Linked DNA regions of Mus musculus: region 1 is linked to region 2. The links are chromatin contacts, called in public Hi-C maps. All regions are on one chromosome and are shown on one strand. The core of a region is the stretch at or near the end of the contact, and the rest is flanking DNA. Distances in the headings are between cores, read along the strand shown.

What was found. A called contact is a pair of places that touch in the nucleus more often than the background predicts.
Region 1: a contact with region 2 is called in a Hi-C map of bone marrow-derived macrophages, with 78 read pairs. The contact joins the enhancer-like site here to the promoter of Parp2 in region 2. A contact is called at or near these places in 1 of 39 promoter capture datasets (pre-B cells), 18 of 484 Hi-C or Micro-C datasets (the C2C12 cell line, the G1E-ER4 cell line, the HPC-5 cell line and 11 more), 9 of 115 datasets of contacts at active chromatin or transcription factors (the 230-238 cell line, the SCID.adh cell line, bone marrow-derived macrophages and 3 more) and 4 of 9 other capture datasets (adipose tissue, embryonic stem cells, liver and 1 more).

Annotation. Positions count from the first base shown.
Region 1 is chr14:50,847,170-50,853,717 of GRCm38.p6, forward strand. It overlaps Tep1 (telomerase associated protein 1), which reads right to left. Exons shown (of 55, transcript NM_009351.2): 13 at 6,381-6,548; 14 at 5,808-5,966; 15 at 4,753-4,830; 16 at 3,418-3,548; 17 at 2,865-2,924; 18 at 445-603. Among named protein-coding and RNA genes, the nearest start is that of Gm52116, 14 kb to the left of the region's middle. Within about 2 kb of position 1,797, at least 3 of the 459 cell types and tissues checked have an H3K27ac peak or open chromatin away from gene starts, as enhancers often do. A contact at or near this core is called in bone marrow-derived macrophages, where this site is marked.
Region 2 is chr14:50,805,885-50,812,446 of GRCm38.p6, forward strand. It overlaps Parp2 (poly (ADP-ribose) polymerase family, member 2), which reads left to right and starts at 2,032. Exons shown (of 16, transcript NM_009632.3): 1 at 2,032-2,103; 2 at 4,190-4,330; 3 at 4,616-4,686; 4 at 5,892-5,942. The coding sequence starts at 2,064. It also overlaps Rpph1.

The DNA.
Region 1 (6,548 bases), core at 547-3,046, 41 kb after region 2:
TTGAGCCCCACTTCTTATGTGCCTCTTTCTTTAAAAAAAAAAATCATATTAAAAAGTTACTATTCGATCAATGCAATGCTTTGAGGCAAACCTTAACCTTATTCTTAACTATATCTTATATCTTTAAGAAATTAAAACAATCAAGCAAGCCCATGTGAAAAGCCAGAGCCTGTGCCCTAAACCTTTTGCCTAAGCCTTGGCTATATCGATGTGGAGTCTTCTCTCCTCCCTACATACAGACATTTTTTTTTTCTCTCTAGTAAAGCAAGGAATAGGTTCACAGTCTGACAGTTCCCAGGAAGCCCCTGCCTGGGGAGGAGAACAAAGACCTTAGTAAACAGACCAAATGCAAATGCCCCTAGCAGACAGAATGGCAGGCACAGGATTTCTCCAGGTTCTGATGGCAACCCTCCCAGATCACCAAGTCCCACAACCTAGACTGACCCATGCTGGGAAATAGGACCCAAGGGACCAGGGATGTTCTCCTCCAGCGGCCGGAGAGACGGTGCCTGTGTCTTTCCTGGGGGTGGGGGGATCTTGAATAGTTTATCTAGTTGTCCCACATGTTCCAGGAGACGAGAGGCTCCATGTTCGGCAATGAATCTAAGAAAAGCATGATGAAAACAGAATATTGGAGATCAGAACCAGGAAGGCATCCCAAGAGAAACAGGCAGCAAAGACACGCCTGCTCAGTTCAGCGGCTCCCCTCAGGAAGACAGCCATAGAGCAGACCTGGTATGTCATGGTCACAGTTCTCAACCTGAGCTAGGGGCAATCACAAGTACAGGTGAGCCCGGATCATATAATGAGACCCATCTCAAAAAGACTAGCCAGACAAAAAGGATAACCATAAGCCAGGAAAGTGTACTGGAAAATAAGACTACAAAACACTGGGGATGAAGGATGTCACCAGCCCAGCCCCTCCCACTCTCTGTGCATGGTGACCTTAAGATCCCTGTTAGAAAACTGGTCTGAGCTAAAGTTACAGTTTAAGACCTTCCCTGTTCTGTGCGATCAGCTCTGTATAAACTACAATAGCTCCCTATTGCTTGAGGCTTCCCAATATGAGTTGAAGAGTGTAGGTGACATCCAAAGAAAACTTGACGAGAGGAAACAAACATGAAGGTTCAAACGCATCTGCAGCTCTTCCCAAGGAAGGTTTCCATCACCCACATGCTCACATGGATGCTCACATCTGTTTGTGACTCCAGTTCTAGGGAACCTGACGCCCTCTTCTGGCCTTGCCCATCATATATATATAATTTGCACCAGCAAAACATTCATACACATAAAAGTAATATAATTTTTTCATATCGCTCCTCTCTCTCGCTCTCTCTCTCTCTCCCTCTCCCTCTCCCTCTCCCTCTCTCTCTCTTTCTCTCTCTCTCTCTCTCTCTCTCTCTCTCTCTCTCTCTCTCTCTCTCTCTCTCTCTCTCCCTCTTTCCCCCCCTCTCTCTCCAGGGTCTCACTATGTAGACTTGGCTAGCCTGGAACTTACTATGTAGACCAGGCTGATCTCTGCCTGCTACTGCTGCTCAAGGGAATAAAGGCATGCAACACCACACTCGACTTTTGTTTTTTTAAAATTGTTTTAAAAAGTTTCAATTATGTGTTTGTGTATATGTCTCTGTGTGGCAACCTAAACAAAGCCTGAACAAGTACATCACCAAGAGACCCAAGTGGGGATCTAAACAGAGAAGCACAGGTAACTAAGGGATGCTAAGAGTAGAAGAAAGGCTTCCCCAGGGATGAGCCCTCTAACTTTGTTACGTAATACCAGTTGTCAGCCCTGACATCATTCACATACAAGGAACACCAACTGAGCTGAGCTAGTTATAGTCTCTCTGTGTGTAACAGGAACAAAGAAAAAGAGACTATATATTTGAGAGCAAGCAAGAGGAGCAAACCACAGGAGGGATTGGAGAGAGGAAAGAGAAGGGGGAAATGATGTAATTAGAACTTAATCTCAAAAGCTAAAAACATATGGAAATTAATAAAGTGGTGAATAACAAAAATTATGCATAATAATTGCAAATAATAACTCAATAAAATAGATCAGAAAGATTTCCTTTTAAAAACTAATTATGTATGCCTGTGTGTACGTCTATGGGTTCGTGTGCACCAAAAAGTGCAGTGTCTGCAGAGGCATCAAATCTCTGGAGTTGCAGGAGGTTGTTGAATCCCTTTGGAGCTGGATACAATTACAGGTAGTTGGGAGCCACCTGGCATGGTTACTGGGTACTGGGTACTGAGTACTGGGTACCAGATCAAGATCCAGGACCTCTGCAAGAGCAGTATGTACTCTTAACTGATGATCCAAGGTTCCAACCTGCTTTTCCTCTTTCTCATTGGATATAGCATAAACTTGGATGTGTATAACACAGAGCTGAGGTACCACCTTTAGCCAGGAGGTAGAGGTTGTTGAGAGTGATCAAGCATTAAGACAGTGAAGGTTGAGCTGGACAGATGGCTCAGTGGTTAAGAGCACTGACTGCTCTTCCAGAGGTCCTGAGTTCAATTCCTTGCAACCACATGGTGGCTCACAACCATCTGTAATGGGATCTGATGTCCTCTTCTGGTGTGTCTGAAGAGAGTGACAGTGGACTCATACACATGGACTAAACAAATACATTTAAATTAAAAAAGAAAAAAAAAGAAAACAAAAGTGCTCTATTTAAAAAAAAAAAAAGGCAGTGAAGGTTGGAACCCTTATCACACTGTATTGCTGATAAGCTTAGACATCTGTGAAAGAAAATAAGCCATCTTATTTTGAAAAATAAATAAATGAGCTAACAGGCATAGAGAATCCCTTAAGTGCATTCTAAGGCAACCTCTTTCCCCTCCGATGCCCAATGTGGACTCACTTCAGGATCCCGTCAGTGCAGCCTGAGAGCGTCACATCGTTGGGATTCAAATTTGGTGATCTGCCAAAGAAAGAAGCAGTCACTAAGCACCGAAATCGATGCCTGGAGTCAGGGGTAGTGGCTTACATCTGCAATCCCAGCACCTGCCCTGGAAGACAGGAGGATATCAAGTTCAAACCCAGCCAAGGCTATATACCTAGACTCTACTCCGCAGTACCTTAAGATATACACCTCACCCCTATATAACAGTTTTGTGACCGATAGCTGTATTACCCTGAGTGCAACCAATCTTGTCGTAATAGAATTATGTGGCCAGAGTACAGCTCAGTGAGAGGATGCTTGCCTAGAAGGACAGAAGGTCTGGGTCCAGTATCTAATAGCATACAGGGGCAAAAAGACTTCAAAGAAAGTCCTAGAAAATTAAATTCAATAGAACTAATAAAGCAAGAAGGCAAGATACAAAACATCAAACAAGTGAGACTTTGACAGGAGCAGACGGGAAAATATGGACAACTGTCTTCAGACGCCGTACAAGAACAACCAGCAACCTTACATGTACTGTGTTTTCTGTAGGAGGACACCAACAAAGAGGCACTTGGAATTCACATGCTGCCAGATAATCTGTTTGGCTACTTTCAGGAGCTCGGTATCCATCCTTTGACCAAACAGGATGACCCTGTCAATCTGTAAGATGAAAAGAGGAGGCTGAGATCCGGGATCCAGGCTAAAATAGACATGGATGAGCTCAGAGCGTCAGGATGCTTAAGGACTGATGGGTTAGAATGCTGAGGGGAAAGGAAAGTGCAGCTCCTGAGAATGCTTAGAAGGGATGCCACTACACCCCAACCTAGGGTGGCATCAAAGAATCAGGGACAGCAGGGATGGGAAGAAAAGAAAAAGAAGTGAGGGATTGTGTTGTGGAGCTCATTCATGCTCATGAGAGATGAAGGTTCACTGTGAAACTGTTTTTTGGGTTTTTTTTTTGGTTTTTTAAATTTTTTCGTTTTTTGTTCTTGTTGGGGTTTGTTTTTGTTTGTTTTGCTTGTTTTTGAGGATCTCTGTGTAGTCCTGTCTTGGAGCTTATTAGGTATACCATAGTATACATAGTATACTGGCCTTGAACTCACAGAGATCCTCCCACCTCCTCCTTCTTCTAGGATTAAAGGAGTGTGCCACCATGCCTGGCTGTGGGTCAGTCCTTAAGTGTGGCTGTTTTATATTTAGTGGTGTGGGCTTTGAGCATGTTAAGCTAAGCATGTTCTCTACATGGCCATTTTAAACATTCAGTTCAATAAATAAAGAGCTTATGGATATAGTTCAAAGTGAAGCACTTACCCTGACTTCAATTCTAAACACTAGAGTATTTCTATTATGTTTAGGACAATGGTAATAATTCTCGAAATGCATTACCTTCTAATTATGTTACTACATCTCACTATCATCTAACCCTGAACATATTTACATCCCATTACTGTGGAAATACAATCAATGGACAGGCTTCTGTGTATTTCTGCACAGCTCTGTATTCAAGGGCATAAGCTTGAAGACTGCCACGGTGGAACAATTTATACCATGGGAACTAGCAAACATTACATAACACTCCTATTTTCCATCTATCACTAAAGATTTAGGAGCACAGCCCTTTCCGAGGGAATACACTGAGCAGTGAGCTGACGAGAACACTGCAAAGTTTGACAGATCATTTAGAAAGGTCAAGAAATCAGAGGCAATTAGGCACATATCCCACATCTATGAGCCAAGCACTTGGGAGATGGAGGCAGGAGAAGCAGGTATGGAAGGCCAGCCTCAGCTACAGTTGACAACAAAAAAGAGCAGGCTGTGGAGGAAATGCTAGGAGGGAGTTTCATAGGAATCTAGTAGGACTCACGGGGGTCCTTTGGACAGCCAGAGACAGCAGATACTTCCCAAAAGTGTCCAGGGGCCACTCATCATTGCCTTCTAACTCCTGAAGGAAAGAAACTTGGGTTAGGAGGTTGGGCTGAGGTGTCAATGTCCCACCCTGGATGCTGTTTGAATGTATCCTCCACTGGCTTCTGGGTTGAAATTTGAACCCAATGTGCGGTAAAAAGAGGGGGCTCAGCTGGACCCTGTATTGATAGGTTATGCCCAGCAAGATATCCTTCGGGTATTATGTAGCACTCTTGGGAGACTCTGAGGTATCTATCTGTTCCTGCAAACATAAGTTGTAAAAACCTGAACCTGAACCTGAAGCATCAGTCACTTTCTCTCTTGGTTCAGGACATAACAGTTGTCTTCCGTGTGTGTTTCCACACCACATCTCCTGCCCTGAGATCCTTACCATCGTCATCCAATGCCAGTGCCATACCCTCTAGCCTCAAGAACTGTGAGCAAGATAAACATCTGTCATTTATGAAGTTAGCTAACCTCCAGTATTTCATTAGGGCAAGGAAAGACTAATATAATCAATTAAAAAAACAAAAACAAAAAACAAGTACTGATTTGTTTGAGAAATCTTCAAAGTTAATACATCTATGCTTCTTTTTCTTTTCTTTTCTCTTTTTCTTTCTAGACAGTGTCTCCCTATGTAGTCTTGACTAGAATCCACTATGTAAGTAAAGCTGACGGTGAACTCAAAGAGATCTGCCTGCCTCTGCTACTCAAGTGCTGAGATTAAAGGTGTATACTAGTTACCATGCCCAGGTTATATGCTAGAGAAAGAGTGAGAGAGAGGCAGAAAGAGAGAGAGAGACAGAGAGACAGAGAGACAGAGAGAGACAGAGCGAGAACGAGAACACTTTGTATCCCAGGTTAGCCTCAAACTTGCATTTTTCCTGCTTCTGTGTACTGGGATTGAGGGTGTGTTCTATTAAACCTGGCTACTCATGCCTTTATCAATTATTTGAGATGAGCCCAGCGTTCTGTCACTTATATATTTCTGAACAGCAGGGCTGTGTTTCTGACCTGGACTTGAGCCTGAAGTTTGATGGCAGTCTTCAGGATGCCTTCATCGGCTGTAAGTACCGGTGTCTTCACAAATCCTCCCCCACACAAGCAAACAGTCACTTGCTCGGCTCGAGCCACCATCATTCCGATCAGCAGCAGCACATAGTTCAGGGGAGGCTGATGGAGCAGGGCATCATCAGGAAATAAGACTTTAGAACCCACCTTTGCTCCCCAGCTCTAGAGGCCAAACGCCTGGTTTGGGGAAATGAAAGACTGTGGGTCATCGTCAGCAATTCTCTGGAAGAAGTGACTTGGGGGAACCATAAAGAAGTCAGAATCCCTGCCCAATTCAAGTGGGTGTAAGATATACTTGTGACAGAAATTCAGAGACTGTAATTAGCTAGCTAAACCTGAAATGTTAGTATTATGATCCATAATCAAGGCTGACTAAAACTGTCCCAGGGCACTTGGAAGAAACCCATACCACTTCTTTCAGTTTGTGTGGTTCTCAGAGAACCAGAGGAAAACAAAACCCCCTCAAGACTCAACATGCTGCCAGCCCCTCAGAAGATGTAGGGTTTTTTTCTTTACCCCTTGTGAGTGACTCTTGGGACAGAGCCTGTCGGCATTTGCATCTGTGAGATAGACCAAGAGGGTTCGGCCAGGCATCGGGGATAGGTTGTGCTTTACTGAGAGGTTCACAGCTGTTTCCAGGGCCTGGCGATAGCGCTCCAGCAACTCAACATCACAGTTCCATTG
Region 2 (6,562 bases), core at 782-3,281:
TCCATAAGGGAGCCTGCTACTGTAGAAGCTTCTTAAAACATGTACATGTATGAAAAGAAAGCCTCAGCTAGACACCAGTCACCACCAAGAGAAACCACCAGGGATGGGTGACATCTAAGTGAGTTGTTTGCCAAAAGGGATCCATGGAAACCCCCAAAGAACCCAGTATCCTTTGCTCTCTGCAAACTGATGGCAAGGCCCTGTTGTTAAACATTGATACTGTCATACCTCATTGAATATGGACCAGTTGAGCTAGTGCCTGTCTAGAGCCTTCATCCCTACTGACTAATTTTCATAGTACTGGAAGGTACCCTGTACACCTACTGATATGGGATGTGTGTGTGTGGTATGTGAGTGTGTGCGTGTGCCCGTGCCCCCCACACCGTTAGAGTGAGCATATATGTATGTCTCTTGTGCTTTTTCTTTCTTTCTTTTTATTCTTTCGGTTTTTTTCAAGAGAGTTTTTCTATATAGCCTGGGCTGTCCTGGAATTTACCCTCTAGACCAGGTTAGCCTTGAACTCAGAGATCTGCTTCCCTGTGCCTCCCAAGTATTGGGATTAAAAGTGTGTGCCACCACACCCAGGTTTTGTTTTGTTTTTTTTTTTTTTTGTTTTTTTTTTTTTTGTACAGGGTTTCTCTGTATAGCCCTGGCTGACCTGGAACTCACTTTGTAGACCAGGCTGGTCTCGAACTCAGAAATCCACCTGTCTCTGCCTCCCAAGTGCTGGGATTAAAGGTGTGCGCCACCACTGCCTGGCTCACCCAGCTTTTTTTTTTTTTTTTTTTTTTAATGAGTTTGTATGTGTTTGTGTACGTATCACTTGTGCTTTTTATTTATTTATTTATTTATTTTTTAATTTAATTGCCTGTTTTCTAAAGAAAGCTCAAGAGGACATGGAGTTAGTTGGATGGAGACCTGGAGGAGATGAGGGACGGGAAATGGTAATCAAAGTTTTATTTTTCAGTTTTGGTCATTAATCGATCTGAGGCATCCACACACTAGTCAAGTCACAGCTTCGCGCCTTTGTAAGGAAAGCTGGGCTTGGTATGAGCCCTATTCCACTCCTATCTCAATTGCTTCTCCTTTCTCAGTGTTCTTCGCTGTAGCTCAACTCTGCTCATTTACTTCATGAGGAATTCCCAGCCTGTTTCTCTATTATGATACTATGTGCTTTTCCTAAGTACTTATTACAGTTACAGGTTCATTTTTTTGGTTTTGTAATAAGTCTACATATATATTCTCCCAATAACAAGTTACATGAAGGTATGAACTACGTTTATTTTTGCTAGACAAATAGCTAAAGTATAGCCCCAAAAATCCAACAGTGGGAGGGGGTTCATATCATGTTTCACTAAATGTTGTCAAACTCCCTTCTATATTTTTATGGTTTAATCCATATTTGAACAACTCTCAAGCTTGGTCTTTTTATAGTAGAGGGTTGTGGTCAATACAGTCACAACTGTTCAAAATGAATGAATGACTGACTGAATGCTGAGACACAGAGTAAATATATAAAACCCTTTCGAGTCAATACTCCAAAAGGATCTCGATCAAAAAAGAGGGCGGGGGAGAGTAGTCTGAATTGGGTTATGAGGCCCGGGAGGTGCCTCACCTCAGCCATTGAACTCGCACTGCTGGCCGTGAGTCTGTTCCAAGCTCCGGCGAGGGAGGCATCCGCTCCGGCGAGGGAGGCATCCGCCCCGACTCGGGGCTTCTCCTGCCCAGTCTGCCCAAGCGTAGAGCCCTGCTCTCTGGGAACTCACCTCCCCGCTCGGGGAGAGCCCGGTTAGGGCCGCGGGAGGCCCAAGTCTCAGACCTTCCCAGGGGCCGAAGAGTGACACGCACTCAGCACGTGGCCCCGCTGATGAGCTTCCTCCGCCCACTTTCAGGATGTAGACCGGCCGCCACTATAAGGCTCGAAAGAGGAATAAATTTTTCGTTTAGGGTGATTTCCCACAAAGCACAGCGCGTAATTTGCATGCGCTCTACCCCAGGCTCCTGTGCTAGACAAGAAGCCCGCGCATCCGGGCAAGGGATGATGACGTCGTCCTTCAAGAGCGATGGCGCCGCGGCGGCAGAGATCAGGCTCTGGAAGGCGAGGTGGGAACTCAGTCCGCAGGCTGAATGCTCGGCCCAGTGTCACAGGGAGCCTCTCGCTTTTTCATATTACACTTCAGTCCAAAGAGGCGGGTCACGGATAAGCGCTTACAGTAAAGTGATTAGCTGTAGTCAACCTTTTAAGATACATCCGATTTCAGAAAGTAAAATTCGAATCTTAGAATTGGTGTCTGTAGACCGTATACTGTGTCTGTGGTCTCGGTTTTATATTTCGGGCAACTAAAGTTCAATGAATTTACAGGTTCTAAAGCTCCAAATAGCAACGCTGGCAGCAAGTTGGTCAGTCCAGACCGTTGAACACTTTACTGATGACCATGATGAAGTGGTCTAGTTTGAAGGAAGGTATTAGAGACCAAAGGCTATGAGACCCATGTAATGAACTGTAAAGATCTATGTAAACTTATTTTATCCTATTATTAATATCCCATCAGGATAGCAATTTAGGCAGTATTGCTCAGTGAGTGGTGTGCAAGTTATTAAGAGCATGTTGAATTATTTCTTTAGAAATTATTTAATCTTTATGTATTTTATCTGCATATATATATATATATGCACCATGTATGTGCCTGGAAGTGTTGGACCCCCCGTACTAGAGTTACTGACAGTTGTGGTCTGCCATATGAGAGATGGAACTTAAACCCAGAGCCTCGGGAAGAATCAGGCAGCTCCTTCATCACTGACCCACCTCTCCAGCTACTTTAAGTTCTTTCTTTAAAGGATATTATGAGAGCCTGGTGGGCATGTTGGCTCACACCTTTAATGCTCGCACTTGGGAGGCAGAGGCAGGAGGATCTCTGTGAGGTCCAGGACAGCCAGGGCTATATAGAGACCCTGTCATTTAAAAAGGGGGGTGGGGGGAGGAGGGTTGTCAAGAAGCTGGAGAGTTAGCTCAATGTTAAAAACCACTTGTTAGCCAGGCGTGGTGGCACACGCCTTTAATCCCAGCACTCGGGAGGCAGAGGCAGGCGGACTTCTGAGTTTGAGGCCAGCCTGGTCTACAAAGTGAGCTCCAGGACAGCCAGGGCTATACAGAGAAACCCTGTCTCGAAAAACCAAAAAAAAAAAAAAAAGAAAACAAAACCAAAAAAAAAAAAAAACACTTGTTGCCCTTATAGAGGGTCTGAGTTTGATTCCAAAATCCCACATGGCAAGTCATAACCACCCTCCCAGACCTCCAGGTACACCAGACATCCAGACATGCACGTGGCACACATACATATACAGACAGAACACCCATACACGTAAAAGGAAACAATAACCTTTGGGGGTTTGTTTCTTTGTTTGTTTTGGGTTTTATGTTTGTTAACAGTCAAGGGCAGAGACAACTCTACTGTCTCTGACAGCAACCTTAGTTTTTCAGAGACCTCCACTCAGGCAAACCTAGTATTCTTGCCTTTAAAGTAGAAATGACTTTCAAGAGTATGCAAAATGAACCAAAGTTGGAAGTTTATTACAGGAGATGCCAATATATGTTTTAAGCACAAGGGTTAAAAGAAACGGAATGACTGGGAAGAGAGACGCCACAGAACATGAGTGTGGGCTTCTCAAAGAAGAATCACCCTTCACTGTCTTTAGAATAGACATGTATGTAAGATTTGTGATTTTTGGCTCTTCAAGGAGTTGTTAAAGAATTTAAATGAGATCACAGTTCCTGAGGAGATCTGACAGAATTCCAGAGTCCAAGTCTGGATGATAAGGGATGCAGGGAGTTAGGTTATCAGCATTGTCAACAATGCTCGTGGTCTGTTTAAGACTCCCATAAAATGGGAAAGAAATGAACCAGGCCCATTGTCATATTCATTTAGGCCGACAGCCCAATTCAGTGTCATTTTAACATGAAAATATCTGAAGATCTGCATCAGCAGCCTTCATAGAATGTTAATTGGGCTGAATTTCTTGCTTCTCAACTTCAGAGAGGCTTCATCCTGACTCGGGGATAGGAGGGGCTGCTTTTCCTTTTCATAGCCATCTAATTTTCCTGTGTTTTTATTTTGCTTCAGTGTTGTTTCAGTAAAGTTAGATCATCTTCATAGTGCAGTAATTCTTGGTATATTGTTCTTGCCATAAGTGCTAAATGAAGCCAAGAAAGTTGATAATGGCAACAAAGCAACAGAAGACGACTCTCCTCCTGGCAAGAAGATGCGCACGTGCCAGAGAAAAGGGCCTATGGCTGGAGGGAAGGACGCAGACAGGACAAAAGACAATCGAGGTAATGGGCCAGGGAGGACATGGGACAACTCTTGGGTTTCCAGAAGAATGGGGATAACATTTGTTCCTTCCCTCTTCAGGATCTAATTAATTTCTCTATCACCTGGGCATTCTGCAGTACCAGTCTACTTTGTTGAATATTTTCATAGATTTGAGATGGATTAGAACCCAGGCAGAAGACCTGGACTGCTCGGGAAGGGCAAAGTTAATTATGACAGCTTTGTAGCCAAGACGGCCCTTTTGATTCCCACATCAGTAACGGCAGTGCGTGTTTGTGTTCCCTCAGACTCTGTGAAGACCTTGCTGTTAAAGGGCAAAGCCCCTGTGGACCCAGAGTGTGCAGCCAAGCTGGGAAAGGTAAAAGCACCTGCAATGGAAGGCAGAGTTTTCTTGTCTTATGATGATCCCTGTCTAGAATGTCGGTGGTGCTCAGTTTAAAAATACTTCCGAAAATATTGCTAGTGATGACTTCTCTCCAGAGTTGAGAAGTAGGGGTGATGAGGTTTCAGCTTAGCAGAATATTGAGCCTGGAGAAATGATCCAGTGGTTAAGAGCATTTATTGTTCTTCAAGAGCCATCTGTAACTCCATTTCTAGGAGGTAGGATGCACTCTTCTGACCTCCACAGGACCAGGCGTGCAAGTGGCACACACACACACACACACACACACACACACACACACACACACACACACACAGAGAGAGAGAGAGAGAGAGAGGTAAAACACATGTAAAATTTAAAAATGAATAGATTTACTTTTTAAAAATGTAAAGAAATTCACAGAATATGACATAATTACTACAGGGCCTGCCATTAGCTTTCCTTCTTCACCCAGGAAATGTTAGGATTGTTAAGGGAGAACTGTGTGGGGGTTTGGTTTGGTTTGGTTTGGTTTGGTTTGGTTTGGTTTGGTTTGGAGACAGGGTTTCTCTGTGTGACTCCTGGAACTCACTCCATAGACCAGACTCATCTCAAACTCAGAGATCTGCCTGCCTCTGCAGATCCCTGCATGCTAGGACTACAGGCATGTGTCACCATTGCCCACTTGACAGTGTAATTTTGATTATAGACTACCATGGAATGGCAGGAGTTACTGATGAAGGGGAAAGAGGTTGGAAGGATCTGGAAGCAAGCCTACTTATAAGCAGGTTTCTTTTGAGGTAGACTCTTAGGTCTCTGTAATTAGAAGTAGTTATTATGTTTTTTTTTTTTAAGATTTATTTATTTATTATATGTACACTGTAGCTGTCTTCAGATGCACCAGAAGAGGGCATTAGATCTCATTACCGGTGGTTGTGAGCCACCATGTGGTTGCTGGGATTTGAACTTCAGACCTTCGGAAGAGCAGTCGGTGCTCTTACCCACTGAGCCATCTCACCAACCCGTTATTATGTTTTAGTTATAATAATGGTAGTCTGTATGTAGAGCATGCATTTCCTTTTCTCTGCCTGGAAAACAAATGTTGTAGGTGCTGGAGAACAAACCTTAAAGCATTAGGGGTGAAAAGTCTCACTTTAAGCCGAAGACTGAGTGCGCTGATGCTATGTGTTCTCTCTTCCCAGGCTCATGTGTATTGTGAAGGAGATGATGTCTATGATGTCATGCTAAATCAAGTAAGAAGATAAGTCATTCTAATTGGGGGAATTTCTTTCTTTTCTTTTTCTTTTTCCTTTTAAAAATTATATCTGTTTAGTGAATTTGTATGTATCTATGTGTGGAAGACAAAGGACAACTTGAGTCAGTTCTCAGTTCTGGTGTAGTGGCACACACCTTTAATCCAATCACTTGGGAGGCAGAGGCAAGCAGTTCTCTGTGAGTTCAAGGCCAACCTGGTCTACATAATGAGTTCCAGGACAGCCAGGGCTACAAAGTGAGACCCTGTCTCAAAAAAACAAAAAAGGGACAAGGGGGGAAAAAAAGAAAAGAGTCTGTTCTCTCCTTCTGCCAAGAGTGTCTCTGTGATGAACTCAGGATTAGCTGGGTTTGGCAGGGAGTGCCTTTACCCATTGAGCCCCCAGCTAGTCCAGGTTATTAGAATTTCCTTATAATATAATCAGCTCATGTCTTTCCAAAATTGACATTGGCTTTTGATTATATTATGATCTACTTTTTGCCCATGGTAAAGACTGTTTGTTTGTTTGTTTGTTTTGTGGGGATCTCTGTTTATTTGTGACAGGTACTGTCTTTGTAGCCCAGGCAGGCCTTCAACTTGCAGTCTTCCTGTTTCCATATC